Linked DNA regions of Mus musculus: all the other regions are linked to region 1. Evidence: chromatin contacts called from public HiChIP or PLAC-seq and Micro-C data. All regions are on one chromosome and are shown on one strand. The core of a region is the stretch at or near the end of the contact, and the rest is flanking DNA. Distances in the headings are between cores, read along the strand shown.

Evidence for each region. A called contact is a pair of places that touch in the nucleus more often than the background predicts. HiChIP or PLAC-seq counts read pairs in DNA pulled down with a chosen protein or histone mark.
Region 2: a Micro-C map of embryonic stem cells shows a contact between it and region 1, with 2.5 times the contacts expected there. The contact joins the enhancer-like site here to the promoter of Galnt16 in region 1. A contact is called at or near these places in 9 of 39 promoter capture datasets (the 3T3-L1 cell line, the SN4741 cell line, cranial neural crest and 5 more), 7 of 484 Hi-C or Micro-C datasets (bone marrow-derived macrophages, embryonic stem cells, frontal cortex and 1 more), 12 of 115 datasets of contacts at active chromatin or transcription factors (embryonic forebrain, embryonic hindbrain, embryonic midbrain and 3 more) and 2 of 9 other capture datasets (embryonic stem cells and pancreatic islet).
Region 3: an H3K4me3 HiChIP or PLAC-seq map of embryonic stem cells shows a contact between it and region 1, with 6 times the contacts expected there. The contact joins the promoter of Actn1 here to the promoter of Galnt16 in region 1. A contact is called at or near these places in 2 of 39 promoter capture datasets (liver and neural stem cells), 3 of 484 Hi-C or Micro-C datasets (all in embryonic stem cells), 1 of 115 datasets of contacts at active chromatin or transcription factors (embryonic stem cells) and 3 of 9 other capture datasets (adipose tissue, liver and pancreatic islet).

Annotation. Positions count from the first base shown.
Region 1 is chr12:80,516,427-80,520,961 of GRCm38.p6, reverse strand. Galnt16 (polypeptide N-acetylgalactosaminyltransferase 16) reads right to left here and starts at 1,972. Exons shown (of 15, transcript NM_001081421.2): 1 at 1,617-1,972. The coding sequence starts at 1,793. Gm26777 (a long non-coding RNA gene) reads left to right here and starts at 2,749. Exons shown (of 5, transcript XR_381753.4): 1 at 2,749-3,752; 2 at 4,401-4,489. 2310002D06Rik (RIKEN cDNA 2310002D06 gene) reads right to left here. Exons shown (of 3, transcript NR_045490.1): 3 at 3,008-3,395.
Region 2 is chr12:80,166,410-80,170,944 of GRCm38.p6, reverse strand. Actn1 (actinin, alpha 1) reads left to right here. Exons shown (of 21, transcript NM_134156.3): 19 at 179-259; 20 at 1,929-2,087; 21 at 2,465-3,403. The coding sequence ends at 2,623. Among named protein-coding and RNA genes, the nearest start is that of 2310015A10Rik, 36 kb to the right of the region's middle. Within about 2 kb of position 2,689, at least 235 of the 459 cell types and tissues checked have an H3K27ac peak or open chromatin away from gene starts, as enhancers often do. A contact at or near this core is called in bone marrow-derived macrophages, embryonic stem cells, frontal cortex and 3 more, where this site is marked.
Region 3 is chr12:80,257,606-80,262,140 of GRCm38.p6, reverse strand. Actn1 (actinin, alpha 1) reads left to right here and starts at 1,778. Exons shown (of 21, transcript NM_134156.3): 1 at 1,778-2,154. The coding sequence starts at 2,050.

The sequences.
Region 1 (4,535 bases), core at 723-3,222:
CTGGAGTCTAGAACCACCAATGTTTGTGTTTTTCTTCCTCTGACCTGTCCGTCCACATAGATCTCAGCACCCTAGAGTGTACAGGTTTTTTTTTTTTATTTTAGCTCCGTATGTTCAGACACTGACAAGTTTTTGAAAGCCATGTCCTAGGTACAGCACAGTGGCCCTCCTAAGCATGTTTGCAGCGATGCACCACAACTTGGAATCTAGGTTAAAACACAAACCTTAGGGCCTAAGGTCTCCTCTCATCAGGCCCAGAAACTGATACCATTGTAGAGTTTTTACTTCTTTACAAACAGGTGATGTGAGGGAATACGGGAAGGATGGGGCTAAGTGAGGGTACCTAGAGAACCATCCTCATATTCTTGGATTTCACTACAAATTCCCTGCATTCTACAGGATACAGGTATCCGCACTCCTGACCTTGCACCTCACCTACTGGAGGAGCTCCAGTCCCCTTTTCCCGCGGGTTCAGATCTTTCCGGGCAAGAATCACACCCTCCCCTACTACACACACACACACACACACACACACACACACACACACACACCTCCCTGGTTCTTTGCTCTTCTTTCTGGTCCTGGTGGACTTCTCAAGCTGTCTCTGACCAACAGTAGTGTGTCCCAAGAGGTTACCTGCCCCCGTCGGAAGAACGTTCCCATCTTAGCGTTCTCTCAAAGGGTCCCCTAGTCTCCTTCCTCAACAGGTGCTGGGCCTGGCCACACGAAGCCATCACCAGCTGACCAGACGAAAGTGTAGACAGGACGCCCCCTACAGGCTCAGCTTGCCCCCACCAGGTTCTACTGTGCAGCTTAATCCGCCCCCCAACCCCTCGCCCCAGCTCCGCGGGAGCTCTCGGAGTACTAACACCGCTTTTGTTTCTCCTACTCGCTCAGATGTCTGGAGGGTGATCTCATGAGAGGGAACTGCCCAGCCCAACGAACACACAGTCCCCTTCAACTGCAGACCCTAGGGTTGGAGGCAAAGAGCGCTTATGAGTCAAGCCTTCTCCCCGCCCCTGGGGAGCCAGAAAACACCTCCGGGGAAGGTAGGGGTGGAAGCTGAAAAAATTGGTCCAAGTTGATCTTGGATGTGAAGGCGCTAAGCCAAGGGCAGCGCTCAGCGACCCTTCCCTTACCCACGCCGCCGCCCGGCGTCTTTTACCCCAGAGGCTGGAGACCCGGTGCGCACCACCACCTACGCGCTCTTGCTGAGCTCTGCTCCCACCACCCGCTCGCTGCACTCCAGGGCCAGCCGCCTTCTGGGGATGGCGAGACGCCCGCAGCCCCCTAGTCCCCAGCCCCGGTTGCGCGGGGCCGCGAAAGCCGCCACGTTCTCAGTCGCGCGCGCACGCCGGGCCCACCAAACTTGCAGCACTTTCTCCCTGCCCCCACATGCTGTCACCCTCCCTGCATCCAAGCACCCTGGCCCCTCCGGGCCCCGCACAGGTTGCCATAACAACGAGCAGGAATTCTCCAATATATACAAAGCCCGAACGGTGCTCGGGGCACGCAGCCCCCGGTCGGGCCCCGCGAACCTCGGCTAACAGCGGGGGGCAGGACGCGCGCCGAGGATCCCCGGCCCGCCGCTCACCCGGTGCGCAGAGCGTACTCACAATGAGCGGAATGGTGCGGTCCTCGCGGAGCTGCTCTGGTCTCCCGCCGGCCCTCTGCGCGCCGCGGCCGCTGGAGGATGCTGCATGGGCTCGGTTGTCCTGCCATAAGTAGTAGAAAGTGCCCAGGATCCAGGCTACGGTCAGGATGGCGATGGCATTGGCGCGGATCTTCCTCATGGTGGGCGGACGGGCGCTCCGCGTGGGGCCCGAGGCCGGCGTGCTCTCGGAGCCCGAGCAGGGGAGCTTGCTGCCCCAGCCGTTTGTTGTCGCTTGCGCCGGGCTGCTCAGTCCTGCAGAGCAGAAAAAAGAGAGAGGTGGTGGTGGTGGTTGGGGAGGGGGGGGGGGTGTGATAGGAAGAGACAGGAGCGCAGAGCGATCCTCACGGTCCTAATGCCCTTCAGCCCCGAGCGCGCGCGGCCCCGGGCGCTCATTCATTCGCGCGCCTAGCTGGCTCTGTGCTCCAGACGCCGCGGGCAGCCGGGGCCGCTGCGCACCCGCTAAAGAGCGCGCCCGCTGGGAAGTGGCGCGGGCCTTCCTCCCGCATCCCGGGTCTCAGCGAGACAGACGCGGGGTGGAATGGCGATGAACCAGAGCTGGTCTCTGCTCTCTCAACGCTCGGCTATCTCTCGCCCGTCCCCTGCCCCCGCGTGGCCCTGGTCTGTCTCTCCACCCACACCTAACCCACCGCCGAGCGGACCTGAGTCACCAGCGAAGACGCGCGACCCCTGGCCTTGGCCCGAGTCGCCTAGCTGCAGTTCCCGGCAGCGCTGAGAACTGAGCTCTGGCGCAGGGTTCAACCTGTGTTCAGAGAGTCCTTCGGAGGGGGCAAGGCTAGCGAGTAGGCAGTCTTGACTTTGCACCGGAATCCTTCTCGGAGACCCAGGATTCCATCCGCCTCGGTGGCCCGAGGGGGTGGGGAGTTGGAAGCTGATGCACTTGACACTCTGGAGAGCGAGGTGAAGCTGCGCTGCGGTACAACCAATGCAAGCACAGGGATGCGATCGCTGGACATCTTTCATTACCCTGGGGCTCCTAGCTTTCTCTTAGTTCCTATCCACACCGGCATCGCGGCTCCCTGAACTGTCCTGAGGCGTCATCACCGTTCCGTGAGAGTGAAGGGAGGCCATAGAGGCCAGGCCACAGGGTTCGATTAGTGGACAGAACCCTGTCTAAGAGCCCTCTGACACTTTTCTGACAAAGTGCAAAATAAGGTGGTGAGAGACAGGATAGACATCATTGAGATTCTGATTCTGCGGAGGCCCTGAAGTCGATGAGAGGTGAGAAGCAGGTGTGAATAATTCAGGCTCCAGGCAGAAGACAAGGCGGGCTAGGGCCTGTCAGGCAAAGGAAGACACACACTCGGAGCTCTGAGATACCAAAGTAGATGCTGCGGAGGAAGAAATAATTTATTGCAAACTGGTCTTCAGTAACGAACTACAGAAATGATTCCTGAAAGTATAGTCTTGCAAAGTGGTCTTTAGGAAGGCTTCCCAGAGAAAGTGGATAAATCTGGAGAATAGGAGGGTAATCCCAAAAAGGAAGAGAAGAATAAGGAAAGGGCAGGGACAGCCAAGGCCCTCAGGATAATATCTCATGAGAGCATGCTGGATACTGGCAAAGACCTGGTGTGAGTTGAGACTGGCCAGACTGGGCAAGTCTAGATACTGGAGGATCTTAAATGCCAGGAGCAGAGTGGACAGGGTGGTGCTTTTTGGATGATGTCAGGTAGGTTGACTCTTCGGAAAATCCAAGACAGGTCAGGCTTGCGAATGAAGCCATCTGGGGAATAAGGTAAATATTGAGATCATAGCAGCATGTCCTGCCTCCCATATCAGCATCAGCTTCCGTATCAGCATCAGCATCACCCAGAGACACACAAGTGAAATGAGAGGGTGTTTGTCAGTAGTTCCAGAAACCTAAGACAAGCTTGATATATTTCTACTGAAGTGAAAAAGAAAATGACCAGTGTTTTGTTTAGAGGAGAAAGAAGAGGAGGAGGAGACGCTGGAATGTATCGGAGTTTCCACTAGCATTACCACTTACTCCTCTGGACTCACAGGACGAAGGGACAGAGAAGGCTGCCCCTGCACCAGTACCACCACAGAAGCCTTTCTAGGATGACCAGTCCTCCCTCAGGTGGGCACTTCCCTGGACTTGGAGGTAGTGATTTTATGTGACAGGGAGTTGACATAAAGGTTGACTGTGTCCCCCTCACCATGAGCACTCTAGACAGGGAGGGGGCTCGAGCTGCCTGCCACCTCAGCTTCAGCTTCTAATCTTCCTTCCAGGATCAAGTCCAGAATGGCTCAGAAGTGAACCCAGCCTTCCCTGGGGTTTCCTTGCTGGTGTTGGGAGGAGATCCAAGCAGCATAGACTTAAAGCCACCCTAAGAGACTTGCATGTTCCTAATGGTCCCTGAACTCTGAAAACACCAAGAGTAACCATGCCAGCCACAGGTTATTTGAGGCTTCCGGGTGGCGCCCTGTGCCAGCCCTCCATATATGCCCTGCAGAGCTCCCACCCTGAGATGAGCTATGCGAATCCTCACACTGGCAGATGAGGACACTCAGCCCTCAGGAGGCCGGCAGGTGCCAGCATCCAGCGACCAGTACAGGGCTGTTTGTGCAGGGTCCTCATTTCCACCCTCAAATCTGTTTTCTCCTGGGTAAAGGGGGGGGGGGTATGAAGGGATGGGTCTAAGAGTCATTTCCAGCTTCTAGTACCTTAGACATCTTGCGCCGTTTGGCACTCCTCTCAGACACAGTTCACCTCTTTCTTCTACAGATGTCAAAGACAGTACTGAGTGAGCTGAACAGAATGTCACCACCAAGGGTTCACAAGGATCTTGGAGCCCTCTCTGACTATGCATCTGGGTGAGGACTGGGATGGGTGGGCAACAGAGGGGGTCCAGATCAGCAT
Region 2 (4,535 bases), core at 1,440-3,939, 350 kb after region 1:
TCCCGTTTCCCCCACCCTTCCCCTCCACCCTCTCCATCCATCCGCATGCCTTTGTCCCCGTGTCTCCCCACACACACCACCTTCCACCCCGGGGCATGGCCCACCCTCCCCCACCCCCCTCACGGCCTCCTCTTCCCTGGCACCGCATGGCTCGCTGCCTGGCGCACCACGGCCCCAGGATCACTCCGGCACGTTGGGTCCCGAAGAGTTCAAAGCCTGCCTCATCAGCTTGGGTTATGATATTGGCAACGACCCCCAGGTACTCGCCTCCTGCATGGAGCACGCTCAAGGGTGGCCTCCGGGGCGAGAAATAACGCATTTCTCCTTTTTTTCTTCTCTCTCTGTCTGACTCTCCCTGTCCCCCTTCCTGTGGGCCACGGGGCTCATCCTCTTCTGCTCTCCCTGCCTGCCCACTGTCCGGTTCCTCTGACTTCTGACCTCTGCCTTCGGCTATCTTTCCTGGGAACCTGCTTGGGTGTCCGCCTCCTCTCCCTCGCCACATCTCATCTGTGGACTGGACTTCTGCATTTCTTTGCTCTGACCTCCTTCAACATGTTCCTCCTACATTCTTCGGCTACTCCTATTCTTCGTACCATAAACTGGGTCATTCCTTTCCACTGTCTTCCTGGCCTCTGGCTGGCCCCTCCTCCTCCCACCTGTCTGTCCCTCCTGTGTCTTGGCGCCACTGCCCTACAGAAGAAGACGGGCATGATGGACACAGACGATTTCCGCGCCTGCCTTATCTCCATGGGTTACAACATGGTAACGTAAACCCCCTCCTCCGCCTGCCAGGCTTTCTAAAGTTGCCTTGGCCGGGAGGCAGCCACCTGACTGGAGAAGCTAAGTCTTAGTAATGGTGGACAAAGGCTCTTAGGTTAGAACTGCCCTCCTCGGGGGAGTCCCTTATGGCCATCCTTGGGGAAGATGGCACCTGAAAACCAGACCACCCATGGGGCCAGGGTGTGGCTGGGAGGCTTAGCCTCCTCATCATGGTCTCTGAACCAGTTTATCTTATGGTACTTTCTGTGGAGAAAGGGCTTTTTCACTCCCACAGTGAACACCAGCTGTGGACGGCCAACCCCAAGGTTTATAGAATGATAATTCTACTTTGTCTTACATGACAATGGTGGTTTATACTTCTGCCCTGGTAGTAGCTCCATCCAGACCTGCCACCACTCGGTCTTGACCCAGGCCTCTCGCTAACCTTGTTTTGTCCCCTCTGCATCCAGCTGAGCTGGATAGGACCTTAGCTGGATAGACAGGTGTCCACTGAACCAAGTACAGAGCCCATGGGATGCCCAGCAGGGTTAAAGGCTAGACTAGAAGTATACTCCGTAAATTCCACATTGCTATCAAAGCTTGTGGTCTCAGATGTAGTGAGGAAACCTCACAACGTGGTTGTAAGAGTTAAATAAAGTGATCACAAGGACTGCGTACTTGTCTGGCACACTTGTCATGTTAAGGAAACAGCATATGTTGGAGCTAGACTGCCTGCGTCCTAATCCTAGCTCCCTACCTCCTAGCCATGTGACCTTGGGTAAGTCACTTACCCTGTCTGGGCCTCAGATTTCCCATACAATGGGAATACTATGATTTTATTCAGTTGTGATGATAAGATGAATTTAGAATATTAGCTGGCCTATATAATACATGCTGTATGAGTGTTAGTTAGCCATTGTTGAAGTTATCGTCATTATAATTAATACTACCCATCATTTTCTGTAAGTGAAACCCAGAGCTCTGCAGGGGGTGGGAAGTCCTGAGACTCACAACGTTTGGGTCACTTTCTCACCCTGGGGCAACCCAAGCCAGATCAGATGTCTGTTGTGCCTCCTGTTCCAACCATAGGCAACTTGGAGCTGGAGGTACACTTGAGATGCCCCAGTAGGCCGTTAGGGTGACAGGTGTGGGTTGGTTGTCTCCTCCAGGGAGAGGCAGAGTTTGCCCGAATCATGAGCATTGTAGACCCCAACCGCTTGGGGGTAGTGACGTTCCAGGCCTTCATCGACTTTATGTCCCGAGAGACGGCAGATACTGATACTGCAGATCAGGTCATGGCTTCCTTCAAGATCCTGGCTGGAGATAAGGTAGGATGTGCTGACGCTGAGACAGTGGGTGGTTACTGTAAATCGGTAGGATGAATGAAAAAGTCCGAGTGAAATAGGTTTGGAAGGAAGTTGAAGTAGATACTAAAATGGAAAACGTGACGTGTTTAAAATACCATATACAAGTGATATATTACTTGTAAATATATAATATGCACTTAAATATATATATGTACATACACACGGATGTCTCTGTTATATGTATGCACGCACGTATTCTACAGATCAAGTAGAGCGAGGAAATTAGAACACGGGTACTTAACATTCCCGGCAAGTTTACGACCTAATAGTTGCGGCAACGCCGCGTTGCTTTCCGGCCGCTGCCGAGGTTTCCGACCCTGACCATGCTTTCTCCGCAGAATTACATCACAGAGGATGAGCTGCGCCGTGAGCTGCCCCCTGACCAAGCCGAGTACTGCATCGCAAGAATGGCCCCCTACGCGGGCCCCGACTCCGTGCCCGGTGCTTTAGACTACATGTCCTTCTCCACGGCACTGTATGGCGAGAGCGACCTCTAACCCGCCCCTGCCTCCCTCCACCACCCCCCCACCCCCGGCCTTCTGCGCGTGCGCCCCACCCTGCTCCTCCTCCTCCTCCGCCCAGTCTGGCTGGCTGGGTTCATTATTTTCAGCTCAGCCACCAAGGGGGCAGAGCTCCGACCCAGGCGGCATCAAGCCTCCCTGCCCACAAAGTGACAGTTTACAAAATTATTTTCTGCAAAAAAGGATAAAAAAAAAGTTACGTTAAAAAAAAATTTTAAAAAGAAAAAAAAAAACAAACAAAAAACTACATATTTTATTATAAAAAAAAAAGTATTTTTTTCTCCACCAGTCTTAAATGGAAAAGAGGAAAAATTAACTATTTGCACCGAAATGTTTTTGTTGTGACATAGGAAAATAACCAAGCACAAAGTTATATTCCATTCTTTTTACTGAAGTTTTTTCCTCCTACCTGTTCTGTCTGCTGTATTCATTTCTCTAATTTCATGCCCACTTGGGGGTGGGGTAGGTGGGTACTCTCATCAGAGGCACATTGGTGCATGTGTGTTTGCTAGCTCACTTGTCCATGAGAATATTTTATGATATTAAAGAAAACCTTTTGAAATGGCTGCTTTTCAAAGAAGATAATTCATGGCTTCTCATTTTTCAGTCTCTTCAAAAGTGTGGCTGGCCTGTTTTATGACTGCAGAGTTGTTATGTTTTTTAATTTTGAATATTGCCTATTAAAGATAGGACAAACTTGGAGATTATGATGTTGCTTGGCACAGACTGTATTAAAACAACACTCCCGTGACATTACTTTGCTTGTTCCTTTGGCTGACTTCCAGAAGTGGGGGTGGGTTGTGTCAAGAATGGTGTGGGGTACCTGTCCTCACCCACCTCTAGATTTCTGAGCCTGGTTTGGTACATTCTCACTTCTTTAAGAGGAGAAGATGGCCTCCTCTATGTACAGGGGAAAGCTAACAAGCGCATGAAAGAGCCCCTGACGAAAACCCCCAGCTTTCTTGGTTCTCTGTGGCTGTCTGTGACTTCTCTGTGACCCCGACCATTTTGTTTTTGCTGCAGGGGACAGCTTGGATTGTGTCAGGGTTGTAGTCCTCTTTCCTACTCTAAGTGTTCCATAGAGTACTGGGGCTTGGTGGCAGGGTGTACAACCAGCCTATGCCAGGCCCTGAATTCAATCCCTTGAGACCCCAAAATGTGCCACAGATAGTAGCTGTTGGTCATTGCAGGGACTCAATGACAATGCAGATTGCCAGCATTCCCCCCATATCCAAACATATATGATGATAAGCTCCAATTTATCATTTGTTGTCTAAGAATATATGGTGGTGGTGGGAGCCTGTTGTTAGAATTTCCAAGACTACAGAGCAGAGCAAGAGCGATCATGGTTAAAATAACTTTGCAAGTAGAGATATGTCGAGTTGGGGAGTTCTGCCTGGGGGCGGTTTTAAAATCCCTGGCTGTGCCTCCTGAAAATGGTGGGCTGGCTCTTTGCCAGGTTCCCATTCATTAAGTGGTGCTGTTATAAAGTGATGGTAAATGGGTATGGAGCATGAGTGTTGGCTGTGGCCAATCTAAAGATTCTGTTCAGAAGGGAGAATCACTTGAAAGTAGGTCAATGGGTAGGCCCCTACCGCCAAGCCTGAAGGCCCAAGTTTGATCCCTGAGACCCACATGGTAAAGAGAACCAGCTCTCAAAAGTGGTCATCTGACACGTGGATGTGCACACACATGCTCGCACACACTAAAGAAATACATTTAAGATTTTTTTCTTTAAATAGGATAATCCTTAGTATTAACTGCATTTAGGGGGACTAAAGCCATCTGAACTTTCTGGGCTAAGCTAGAGAAGTCTATGGTGAAACCTTGTAGGGATTGGTTCAGGGGACATTCTTGAGCTCTCAGTCTGGTCTGGCCTCTGGGCCAC
Region 3 (4,535 bases), core at 529-3,028, 260 kb after region 1:
CCCTTTTCACATTTCAGAATCTTGGATTGAACTAACCACAGATTAAAAGTATCCTGAGGGCTGGGGATTGCTGACCCTGGAGACTTCATTTTCCTGTCAGGATTTTCTCAACAGCGTGAGTAGTCACATGACATTTCTTTTCCTTTTATGTTTCCCCCCCCCCCCTTTTTCTTTTTGGCTGCATGCACATCTGTGTGATAGTATTAGAAGCCCTGGAACTGGAGTTACAGATAGGACTGAGCTGCCATGTGGGTGCTGGGAATTGAACCCGGGTCCTTTCCTCTGAAAGAGCAGTCAGTGCTCTTAAACGCTGATCCATCTCTCCAGTTCCCGAGTCACATGGCTTTTCTATTTGGGAATGATTTAAAGTGTACAGTGGCTGTAAGTAGGTTACATATCAATCAATTTTGTGCTGTTCTATACATGTGAGGCATAAGCTCTTGCAGATTCTGGTATCTGCAGTGGTTCTGAAATGAGTCCCGAGTATTAAGGGATGCCTGTATAAATTAAGCCCTACTGGTACAAGAGGGATGTATCTGTTGTCCACACCAGAATGCAAAACCAACTGCAGGTTTCCTTGTTACTGATTTTCATACTCAGAGTCCCTCAAAAGACCACTAGGAATCCGGGCGGCTTCTTCCCAGAATGCAACAGTGCTGGACCAACACATTTCCACCCTCCTTTACTGAGCCCAGGGAGTACCGCTAGCACCAAGCAGTTTAGTTAGTCTTGCGCTGTTTCTTCCTCCTCCAAGGATAATAAGGTTTTGTCAGGCACAAGGTTACACACAAAATGGGCCTGTAGAGTCCATGCTGGTTAAGTCTCTTGTCTAGCTCTGCTCTTTGAGTCTCAGTTTCTCCATCTATTAGGTGTATGCATCTGCTAGGTTTATGATACAGGTAGACCATTTTAGGGCTCTTCCTAGTTTCAGCAAAGTGTAGGTAGGGAAGCTGTAAAAGTGGGGAAGGAGGAAACTAGTCTCCAGAAGGTAGCTTCAGCTGTGTTAGTCCACCGGGGAATACCTGCCAAGGAACCTGGGAAGCCGGACAGCCAAGCTGCCACACAAGAAGTCCGCAGCGGGCCAGTGCACGGAACCCTAGAGAAGTACCCAAGGATCCTTGGCGAGGCGGGAAACTCAGTGGGCTGAGAAATGCCAGCTAGCCACAAATCTGGCTCTAGAAGGACAGGGATCAGCCTGGTCCCGAGGGGCGGGGCGGGAGCAGTGGTGGAATCAGGAAATTCCTTTCTACTGTGGGCCCTCCCAACCCCTTTCCAGGGTGCCGACTTGTCCCAACCTAGTTTCCCCGAGAAAGAGAAAACGAAATATGCCTTGGGTTTCCCCGCGCCCTGCTGGGGTTTGTAGCTTGCGTGGGACCGCAGGAACACCGGTGCGCCGGAGTTCTGGGCCTTCCCGCCGGCAGGGAACGGGACCAATCCTCAGCGACTCCTCGGGCTCCGGAGCACAGTGCCATTTGGTCCCCGAGCTCTGGGAGGCGTCCCCAGGCTCCACTCCGGTTCAGCTTAAGGTGGTGTCACATGAGCTGCGGGGGAGTGGGAACCCAGGGAGTGGGCGGTGGCGTGCGCGCCCGGAGGGGGCCGCCCAGTCCACCTATATGCACAGAGACCCGCCTGACGGATGCCAGGAATTCCCAATGAGAGGCGCTGGGGGGAAGTTTGGGCAACTCGGCCTGGCCAATGGAGAACCTCGGGAGGGCTCTGCCCCTTCTCCCCGCCCCCGCCCGCCTCTGCTCCCGCAGCGCGAGTGTTCACTGAGAGCAGTGTGCGTGGAGATTAGGTCCGAGCGCGCGCCCCAGGAAGGCAGTCCGCGAGCTCCAGCCGCCGCCGGCAGCAGCAGCCTCTGCGAACAGAGCCGCGGCGGAAGCGGGCGCAGGGGAGCGAGCCCGGCCCCGCCAGCCCAGCCCAGCCCAGCCCGGCCCAGCCCAGCCCAGCCCAGCCCTGCCGACACCCTCCCCACACCCGGGCAGCAGCCGCCGTCGCCTGGAGAGAAGGTGGAGGAAGAAATCCAGCTCCTAGCACGCACGCACCATCATGGACCATTATGATTCCCAGCAGACCAACGACTACATGCAGCCTGAAGAGGACTGGGATCGGGACCTGCTCCTGGATCCGGCCTGGGAGAAGCAGCAGAGGAAGGTTAGCAGCCACCCCCACCCGCTACAGCCCTGAGCCCTGATCCGCTCTGGCCGCTGCACTCCTGGGCTCCGGGTTGGAAACCAATTCCCGGCGCGCAAGAGCGGAGGCGGGGACATCGCGGCCACTGCGAGGTGGGGTATTGAGTTACAGGCACCGGGCGGGAGAGCGGAGCACCCCTGCCCTGGAGCCCGCGAACAGTTCGCCGCGGCGCGGGGAGGTGGCGCCGCCGGAGGGCAAATCGCCTCAGAGCGGGTGGTCCGGGCCACCCCGGTGCAGCCGAAACTGTCTCCCCGTGGGCAAGGCGCGGGGGCGATGCTCCAGAGGCTGGGGCTGAGACTTAGGCTCCATGGCTGCTTACTCGGGATCGATTTTCTCCTTCCTTCTTTTTCCTGGCGCCTCCATATGGCGTGCGGTGGCAGCACGCTTCCTGGGCCGCCCCTGGGGCTCTGTACCATAGGGGCAAGCTGCCCCGACTACTGCGCCCCGAGCTGGGTCTGCAGACAGTGGGCAGAGCCGGTGTCGGAGGGTTTGGCGACCTCCTCGGGATCTACCTGGAAGTGGACGTTCCGGAGTGCGGCTGGAGCTGAGAATCGGGGGTCGTTCGCGGGCTCCTCAGGGCCTTGTGGGGGCGGGGTCAGGACGGTGAACGGTTTTATTGCTAACTCAGTGAACTGGTGGCTGCAAACCCTCACATCTGTGTTCTGCCCGGTTCTTTTGCTGGCGAAACGCGAGTTTGAGTAGCTTGGCTCTAGTTGGGCTCCTGGTGGAGAGACAGTCTCAGGAGATATTTGGGGTTGTTCTCCGAGGATCCACGGCCCTGTATCCTAGTCGCCATCAGCAAGGTTCGGGATATGCTGCCCCGTCTGAGCTGAGAAATTGGCGATGGGTCCGGAGCGTAATGGCTATAGGCAGGAAGAGGTCAGAAACCTCTCTTGCTTGGGGAGGGGGAGACATTAACCCTGTCACGGCTTCCTGCCTGAGCAGAGAGCGCGTTCCTTAGGCGGCCACGTACCCTGACCCCCCAACACCCAACTCCCGTTCAGTCCCCCCCCCCCCACTTCGTGATCTGGGAATGGGGGGGGGGGTGTACAGGATGGCGCGTCCCTCTGGATAGTGCGGTTAGGGCTGGGCTTGAGGGAGAATGCTCATGTCCAAAAATGGTAACATTCATTCCCTTTTTTAAACTTAAAAGGGGGGGAGTTTAGTGAGCCGGCTGAAGGTTTTTTTTTTCCCCCAGCTAAAGGCATCCTGTATTAGCTCACTCAGGAATCCTAAGCCCTGAAACGGTGCCCTTTTGCTCACTTCATCAGACCAGCAGAGGTAATTTAAAACACACCACAATGGGCTTCCTTAAACAGGCAACCTGGGGCCCTGCCCCTGTCTCTTACTGCAACAGCAACTTAAGAGCGTCTCTTGGCTTTGAACTGACTTCTTTGTAATGTATTAGTAGCTTACAGACACCGCCCTCTTCCTGTCAGCCCCCCCCCCCCTTTTCTGGAAGGACTGAGGGCTGAGGGTCTTTCCCCCTTCTTCACTCTCGAATTTATTTCCTGGGACTGTTGATGGAAGAGAAAACTGAGTGAGAAGTTTGGAGATTTCCAGGGAGGACGAGAGATGCCCTCCTTCCCCTGCTTCTTTCTGTCAAAAAAAAAAAAGTTTCTTAAAGTGACTTTTTTTTTTTTAAAGTGTGCATTGATGTTTTGCCAGCATGTATGTCCCTGTGAGGGTGTCAGATCTTCTGGAACTGGAGTTACAGGCAGTTATGAGTTGCTACGTGGGTACTGAGAATTGAACCTGGGTCCCTGGAAAGCGCAGCTGATGCTCTTAACGGATGAGCCATTTCTCCAGAGTTTTAAAAAAAAATCTTTCTTAAGAAGGGGTTAGGATTAGAATGGTGGAAATCTTAGGCTCTTCTATGGAGAATAGAAGTCCCTTCCAGGAGTCCACCTTTGTGCTGGAAGAGACAGGAGTGATGGAGTTGTTGAAGATACTGAGCCTTGGGCCGATATGCTCACTCAGTATTAAAGAATGAATGGCTGGACAAACATATTCAATAGAGTTGGAGAGAAAATGATAGCCTCCCAGAACACAAACTTGGTAGGAACAGACGCCGGGGGAATTTGGTCATCATCTCCGGGCATATGTAATATATGTAGGCTGATGTTGGCTAATGTGGGCAGCATGGTACCCATTTTATCTTGGAGATCCCAGCAGCCCTGTGAGCTAGACACATGTGAGGATGAGTAGGCCGGTTAAGAGAGAAGTAGCCTGGGCCGAGGGCGGGTGTACAGCGCACTGGAAGCAGCTGGAGGAAGGATAGAGAACTAAGTCTGGCATCCCAAGCCAGTAGGTTTTGGGATAATCAGGGAATCTACATTAGC